Regions from separate parts of the Drosophila melanogaster genome. Here region 2 is linked to region 1. A link is a contact called in public Hi-C data. All regions are on one chromosome and are shown on one strand. The core of a region is the stretch at or near the end of the contact, and the rest is flanking DNA. Distances in the headings are between cores, read along the strand shown. Region 1 holds the start of RhoGEF3 (Rho guanine nucleotide exchange factor 3). Region 2 holds the start of Tet (Ten-Eleven Translocation (TET) family protein).

Region 1 (3,922 bases), core at 784-3,283:
ACGTCGCGGTCGCTGACCTCCGGCTTGCGGCGGGCACTGGTCAAGCAGCCCCGTAAAGGCGGAGATGTTGGAAAACCCGGAATGGAGCTTGGGCGCTGTTCGTGCTTTGGACTCCGTGTGAACCTCAGCAATGCATCCGTCGTATACGTTGGCCACCGACGCTACTCGACGTACGAGAAGACGTCTACGCAAATTTTAACGAAGCTCTTTCCACAAACCTCTGAGGAGTCCAACGACGAGGAAAGTCGTGAGCGGCGGAAACTTGAGGAGGAGGAGGAGCAGAAGGAATTGGAGCGGGCATTTAGGCGGATGAAACTGGGCTTTGGGCTTTTCGGCATAGGTAGCATGTTGTTCTCGTTTTGGGCTATATATTTCTATGGAAGGCCGTCCTTGGATGAGCACGGAAATGAAGTAATCGACGAATTTAGTTGTCTGCCACAGATGCAGCAGCTTATGTGGCGGACATGGAAGTCGGTGAACCGCTTTCAACGGTTTTTCAAAGAGCCGTCGAGAAAAAAGCTGCTTCCTGATCCCCTTCAGCCCCCCTACGTGCAGCCGCCGTATACTTTGGTACTTGAGATTAAGGATGTGCTGGTACATCCCGATTGGACCTACGAAACAGGATGGCGCTTCAAGAAGCGCCCTGGCGTTGACGTGTTTTTGAAAGAATGTGCCAAGTATTTTGAGATTGTTGTTTACACGGCGGAGCAAGGAGTTACTGTGTTCCCGCTGGTCGACGCGCTTGATCCGAACGGCTGTATTATGTATCGCCTGGTTCGCGACTCTACGCACTTTGATGGAGGGCACCACGTGAAGAACCTTGACAACCTCAACCGAGACCTAAAGCGAGTGGTTGTCGTGGACTGGGATAGAAATTCCACCAAGTTTCACCCTTCGAATTCATTCTCGATCCCGCGGTGGTCTGGAAACGACAATGACACTACCCTCTTTGAACTCACGTCGTTTCTTAGTGTTCTAGGAACGAGTGAGATCGACGATGTCCGAGAAGTGCTGCAATACTACAATCAGTTTAGTGACTCGTTATCCCAGTTCAGAGAAAACCAGCGAAAGCTGGGTGAGCTAATGCACGCCGAGGAGGTAGAAAAAACTAGCAAGTCTAGGCCCGTTGTCAAGAACTGGACCCGTGGCTTCATAAATCATTAAAAAGATTGTGCGTTTGATGTGTCCCTTAAATACTGTTAATTCACCCAAAAAATTACATTAAAACTTTCCTAGCATTCTTCAATGTCTACCTACTAACAGCAGTTACTTTTGCAGTTTTTTGCGTATTCTGATTGAAAAAGTCTGAAAACATATGATTTCTGATTTGGCATTTAAAGCAGACTGCCCTGCGGAACGTCAATGCTTCCTTGAAGGTAACAGTGCAGCCACTAGGCGGATACATAGCCGTAATGTTGTGAAAAATGTTGTGTTACGGTTTTATATGAATGCAGGCTTCCAGAAATCCTCAGTCCAGCACGAGCACGCAAGCTCAGCAACATGTTGCTGCCATGTGATGGTGTGCGTGAGCACGTGCCAAAATAACTACGACACATGTGTACTCTTGAGGGAATGTTTCCACAATCAACAACTACGCACTTCACACCACTAGGTGAGTCATGCGCAGTATCGTCCCTGCGAACATTCATCCGAATGTTGGCATAAGTAAGTAAAGGGATCAGGTGTACTGTAAGCCTTCCGTCTAGTTACTTTCGATGCAGATTTTGATTCTGGCTGAGGGTTCGTGGCTGGCTGGGCCTCTTCTCCTTATGTTGAAAACACACAACAATTCGGTGGTGGAAGTATACTGCGGACGTCAAACTGGCGAGCCAGGGCGCAGGCGTTGGTTCATTTGGCACTTTGTCTGGTACTCTCCCACATCGGCATCCTGCAATCTCTTTGGCTCAGCATCCTTGTAAGCTGTTGTCGGAGCAATCTGGGCATGGGGCAACTGAAAGGAAAGCAACTTTCCCATTCAGGAGCGCACAAGCCGCAGGAATCGCGAGCGCAGACAATTCAGTTCGGCTTTAACGTAATGGACGGAAGGTTTGAATATCGCTTCTCGCCCCAGTTGTACAGATAAAGTCCCACTGCACGCAATAGGGCACTTGGAAGATACAATAGAACGCCGAGCAGTGTGTGTATATAGGTTTGAATGCTTACGATTGGGAATAAGTGGCAAAATATTGCAACTATGACCTAAACGCAAGGCAGTTAATAACTTCGCCAGCTTTTGGCCAGATTCGTGACACACTTAACTTGAAACTTCAATGCTAGTGGGATGGATATCTACTCTCAAGCCGTGTTTTAATGCCCCAAGGATTCCGCTTTCTTGCCACAGACAATGAGCAGGTGCGTGTGCAGTTAAACTAATAAAATTGTAGTGGACCCACCCGACCCACATATTTTGCCTATTTGCTCCTATTTGTGTTTTTTTTGGTTACCTATGCATATGTTATGCATATGTATGCTCAACAAACCATGTGGAAATTGCCGATGGGAAGCTTTAGACTAAATGCATTGACTGCGTATCCTTCACTGCCACACCCTAAAGTGACTATGCTATCACTCACTCGCAGGGGGAAATGACCCACAATCATAACAATAAAGATACAGATGAGAGCCCACATGTACATATTTTATGGAATGACTGATAACCAATGTATTTAGAATGCATGACACACTTTGAATTAAGTGCTGTAGTTAAGTCACACATGGCACTGCACTATCTGCAGATTTCAGCCAAATTGGCCATTTAAAATCTTATTTTCTAGATTTGCATGTAATCTATAAATAATGGCAACTGAAACCTTTTTGGATCTGAATTATGAGAGGGGCAAGGTGTCGAAGAGGTCACTGCGACCAAAGCTATTAAAATTGACAGATGTGACGATACCACATCGAAGTCGGAAGAAAAACAAAGTTAAGGTGAGTTGCGAGTTGTGAGAGGGAAAGAACATTTGAGCAACTAGATCTTAAAGCGCTGTTTGTTTTCAGACCAAAGACCGATCAGCCACATCCGTGCGCGACAGGATCTATGATGATCCTGCCTACACAGAGGACATAAGCCACTTGGCGAATCCCATGCGTCGCAGTAGCATTTCTGGGAAATCCTTCTTGGAACACAAGACGAGGTCAGATACGGGCGGTCAGGCATCATCCAGCAGCCTACTGGCCAAAAACCAGCTGCCCCAGGAGCTGCATCAGTATGTGTCAGGGAAGCAGGCCAAGATCAAACAACACCACACAGCCACAATAGCTTCCGGTAGCACCGCCATCAGCATAAACTACGAATGTGATTCGAGCAGCACCGACAACGAGGTCCAGGAACCAATCCAAACCAAAGGTGGTATGAACCGCAGGGTGCGCAGCCTAGAGCGCAATCTGGCCGCCACAGGCTCCGAAAGGGCCGAAAAGAAGGGAACTCAGAAGCGCACCTCGAAACAAAAGCGGAATCTTAGCTTAGACAACAATCGCCATCAGCCCGCAGGACATCCGAAGCGGGAGGCGGTAGCTGTAGCTAAGGTCGGTCACGATGCTGACACACGAGCCCGCAAAGAGCGAAATCGGAAGCCCTACGGCGAGATGGGTCCGGATGGTGGTGTCCCGACCGAGGTCAGTGAGTTAGATGACGGGTACTCTGCTCGCGGTTCCGCTCAGAGTTCCGCCTGCACCTTACCAGCAGAATCAGCCGCCGACGCGGCGAAAGTTGCTATCGGCAAACGGTTCCTGCGCGGCGAGATTGGAATTAAAAGCTTTAACTACTATCTGCTAAAGGAGGGCTTAAAGAGCTCGAAAAAACTAGTGGACCAACAGCGAACCCCAGCTGGCAGTGGCAGTGTGGAGTCACCTCTGAAGGCCGAAAAACGACATTGCCGCAGCGAGGAAAACATCTACGAGGAGATCTTCTTTAAGGACACGG
Region 2 (3,922 bases), core at 661-3,160, 2.6 Mb after region 1:
CTGATGTGTTTTATGAATGAATCGTGGGCGGCGGAAAATTGTAAACAAAATATGGCAGCTATATATAGATTCATTGGGGGTAAGACGGTAATAAACTTGCAGGCGGCCGACAAATTGCATCCAACAGATACAGATACTGGCACGGAGATACATTCGCTGAACTTGAACTTCTTTCGCGGCCTGCGCCTCAATTTGTTTGGTTTTATTATTTATCTTTCTTTAAATTCTCTTTATTGCCATGTATCTGTATCTGTAGCTGTATCTTGTAGGAGCACAAGTATCTCCTTCTGTGTTCTTAGCTTTTCGCTTTCTGTTGTGCTTCTCGTTCCCATGTACTCTCCTTGTTTTATTTTCTGTTTTCGGCGCTTCTGTTCTGAGCGCGCCAAAAAGTATCTTGAAGATGTACGCACGTTACTGTTAGTTACGAGTATCTGTATCTTTGTATCTCTGTGTGTCGCTTTCTGGCACGTTTTCAGGGCCTCGGCTCAACTCTTCACAACCAGAAGAAGTTCAGAGCCCGCTGCTTTTTAATTTAAGTTGGCGCTAAGACAAACGCAAAATGTATCTATCAGAAACAGTTCTTCTTTTAAAAGTCATTACTCATTGCCATAAGTGTTTGCGGTCCAAAAAGAGAAGCCTCTGCCTTTACTGTAATATTATTATTTTATTTTGTTTATTTGTCTTGCACAAATAAAGCTCGCTGAAATTGCCTGCTTAGGTGATTGTGATTTTGTTTTTTGGGTCTTCTTTGAGCTTGCACTTATTGTAATTTGATCCTCGGATGACCAATAACAATTGTTATCTCTTTGTTTACATGTTTACGCTTGGAAAGTATTTCCTGTGCCCCAAATGCAAATTTCAATTGGAAATTTGTTTTTCTTTGGCTTTCGGTCGAGAGGTGAGTTTAATTGAGGGATTAGGAACAAAAGCGTAGAGTTTTATATTTGATTGGAGCTCAACATTTTTATACATTTGCTCAATTGGCTTTATTAATTGGAGTCGGTTTTATGAAAGGGATATGGCCATTCTGTTTGGTTTCTTGGAAACGTTCCTTACGATTCGTTTTCAAAGAGTTAGTTATGTTCTGTATGCGGCTATTTGTCTTTTTGTTTGATGGCTATGCTTAATTAATGAAAAAAAAAAACCATTTATTTAATTTTCTTTGGTACCACAAATAAAATGATTATATACGCAGAATAGTTATATATAGATAAAAGGTATACATAAAGCATCCCGATTTATATATACTTAAATATATGTATATTGTTAAATCCCTACTACAAACCTTAGTTGTTAATCCATGTCCTTTCACGAGTTTTTTTCCTCGGAAAATGTTGAGTACTTAGAAGCTATTGGAAATCCAAGCCAGTTTCACTATCCATTTGCCGACCGTCGTTGGACCGTTAGAAAAGCCGCGAAAAACCGCACGAAAACGAAAGTTGACAATAACAAACCGCGACGCGAAAACGGAACGAAGGGAACAAAAGAAGGAAATCGCGGAAATTGCAGGGAAACCCAGAGAACCGAGCGCGAAACTGGAGCTGCAAATTAAACCGGGACTTGGATGAAAAGCTGAAGAACTTGGAGCTGCAAGTGCGGCATCTGCGGGAGTTCTTGATTTTGTTTTGCTCTTGGATATTCTAATTCACTGGTCACATTGGTCACATTATTTGGGGCTGCCTGTTTTCGAAACTGGAACAAGTTAGTCGCGAGTCCTTGAACTCGATCACACCCACACCGAAGGGATAGTATATTCCCGAAAATCAGAATCAGAATCAGTTAGTTAGCTAGTAAGTCTCACACGCACTCGCACTCGTTTCTAGCGCTCGAACGGCGGCGGCGGTGCAAAAGTCCGTGTTTTGTAGGAAACTTTTCACCCGAAGGATACACAACAACTGAACTAACTGAACTGAAAATGAAAATGAAAATGAAGGAGCAAACATAAAATGTATCGAACAAGTTCGTGCTCGAAGCGAACAGGTTCATGTTCGCATCGAACCAATGCGGGCTCCACTCGAACTTAAGAATACAACAAGCATGACGACCGAATTCTCTTAACTAGCGGTTTTATATTGTATAATTCATTCAATACTTAAGCATTTTTAAGAAATGATTTTTAATTTATTTTTGTGCTTATTAGTCATTCGTAAAATATATTATTTTTCAGTTTGACCATCATTAAAAGATGAAGAGCAAGATTCTTTCGTTTTGAAATTTGTATTTATTTTTATGTTCCCTAAAAAGTTTTGTAAATTCTTAAATATTTAACTTCGAACTGCTGCTTGTTGCTGTTGCGCCTGCAACTTTTGGCTCGAGAGTCCTGGCACACACACACAAACACACAGCCGCACGCACACAGTTACATTTACGGCTGCATCCTCTCTCTTTCATTAACACACAAGCACACACACACACACACACAGCTGCAACAAGACACGGATACGAACATGCGGCGTTTGAAGTGCGCTTTTGTTGTTGTTGCTGCTGCTGCGCCGCTGTACAGTTGTTGTTCCAATTAAAAATTTTTTTCCCTAGTTTCGCGCTCACAATGCGAACTTGCAATCTATGTGCGCTACGAGATATTTTCTGCTGCCTTTGTTTTGATACCCTAACCAAGGAGCTTACTTAGCTTACTTAGCAATTAAGCACATTGAATTCAAGCATGCATTATATGGTAATTGGCGTATAGTTTATTGATTTATTTACAATTTTATCAGAATAGATAAGCTCGCAAAATGTGTTTCGAAATTCAGGGCATTCGCAGTTCGACCAGCCGAATAAGTTTTACTTTCCCGCTGCTGTTGCTGCGGTGCCGTGGACGTTGCTGCGGTGCTGTTGCTGCCACTGCTGCGCTGGACGCAGGACACGGAGGCAGGACCTTGTGGGCATGTGCCATATATCCTGGCATTGCACTGGCTGCCGTTGCGGGATTTTGGTACAATTTGCCTGCCATGTTTTGCCCCTTTTTTACTTTTGCGCAAAGAGCGGGGGCGGTTGATTTCATTTCACTTTTTTCTCGTGGCGGTCCTGTTGCAACCTCGTTTCATGCCAACTATTAGTGGAGCTGCCATTTTTTCGCCATTTCATAGAGAGCAATCCACGGCGGAAAATGGAAACCTTGACAGTTGCATTGTTGCCTGGCGCTGACAGAGAAAATAACAAAACAAAGCGAGTACGCGGAACGCTGCTGTCTATTTGCATTGCGTAATGGAAAATCATTCAACCTAGGGGCACAACCCTTAACCGACTTCGAATCCTCCGGAACCGAATCTCAATCTGAATCCGAATCCTCCGAACACTGACCTGTCCCATACGCAACGCATACCCATAAAATCCCTCGAGGAACCTCGAAGAAACATCTGCACAAACAACAAAATGCAGCCGGCCTTTTCTCCTCTTAGATAGTTCTTAAGTTCACGATCCGCAGACAAGTTCTTCATAGTTGGGTTTTCTGCACTCGAAGCTGCTGCAAGTCTCTCTTCGTTCTTCTGCATTCCGCTCTTTGCGTTTTTTTCTACTTTTTTCGCTCTTATTTGGCTTTTGCGTGTCCTTTGTGAGGACAGCAAAGGACATTCACACTGCAAGCAGCCACAATAAAAAGACGTGCGGCAAAGGAAACCAGAAATGTATCTGACAGTTGGTGCTGCAGAAGTATTTGAAAAATGAATGAAATGTGCGCACAGAACATGAATAGAAAAATAAAATATTAAAAAAAAAAAAAAAAAAAAATGATAAATGTAATACACTGAAAACAGGGGTAAGATTTATTAGCCAATTTCAAGTATGTATACCTTTTAATCATATAAAATGCTTGCAAATGTGTAGGAACGAATGCACGTTGAGATATGTTAGCCAATAAGGTTGATTATAAGAATATTAAAATAAAATTTAGCTTATTTTTTAACTACAACTTCAAGTGCAG

Evidence for each region. A called contact is a pair of places that touch in the nucleus more often than the background predicts.
Region 2: a Hi-C map of the Kc167 cell line shows a contact between it and region 1, with 2.4 times the contacts expected there. A contact is called at or near these places in 2 of 107 Hi-C or Micro-C datasets (the Kc167 cell line and embryo).

The regions. Positions count from the first base shown.
Region 1 is chr3L:275,404-279,325 of dm6, forward strand. RhoGEF3 (Rho guanine nucleotide exchange factor 3) reads left to right here and starts at 2,034. Exons shown (of 16, transcript NM_001274273.1): 1 at 2,034-2,352; 2 at 2,775-2,928; 3 at 2,998-3,922. The coding sequence starts at 2,797. It overlaps ttm2 (tiny tim 2), which reads left to right. Exons shown (of 1, transcript NM_138179.3): 1 at 1-1,264. The coding sequence ends at 1,164.
Region 2 is chr3L:2,877,248-2,881,169 of dm6, forward strand. Tet (Ten-Eleven Translocation (TET) family protein) reads right to left here and starts at 1,911. Exons shown (of 11, transcript NM_001274414.2): 1 at 1,286-1,911.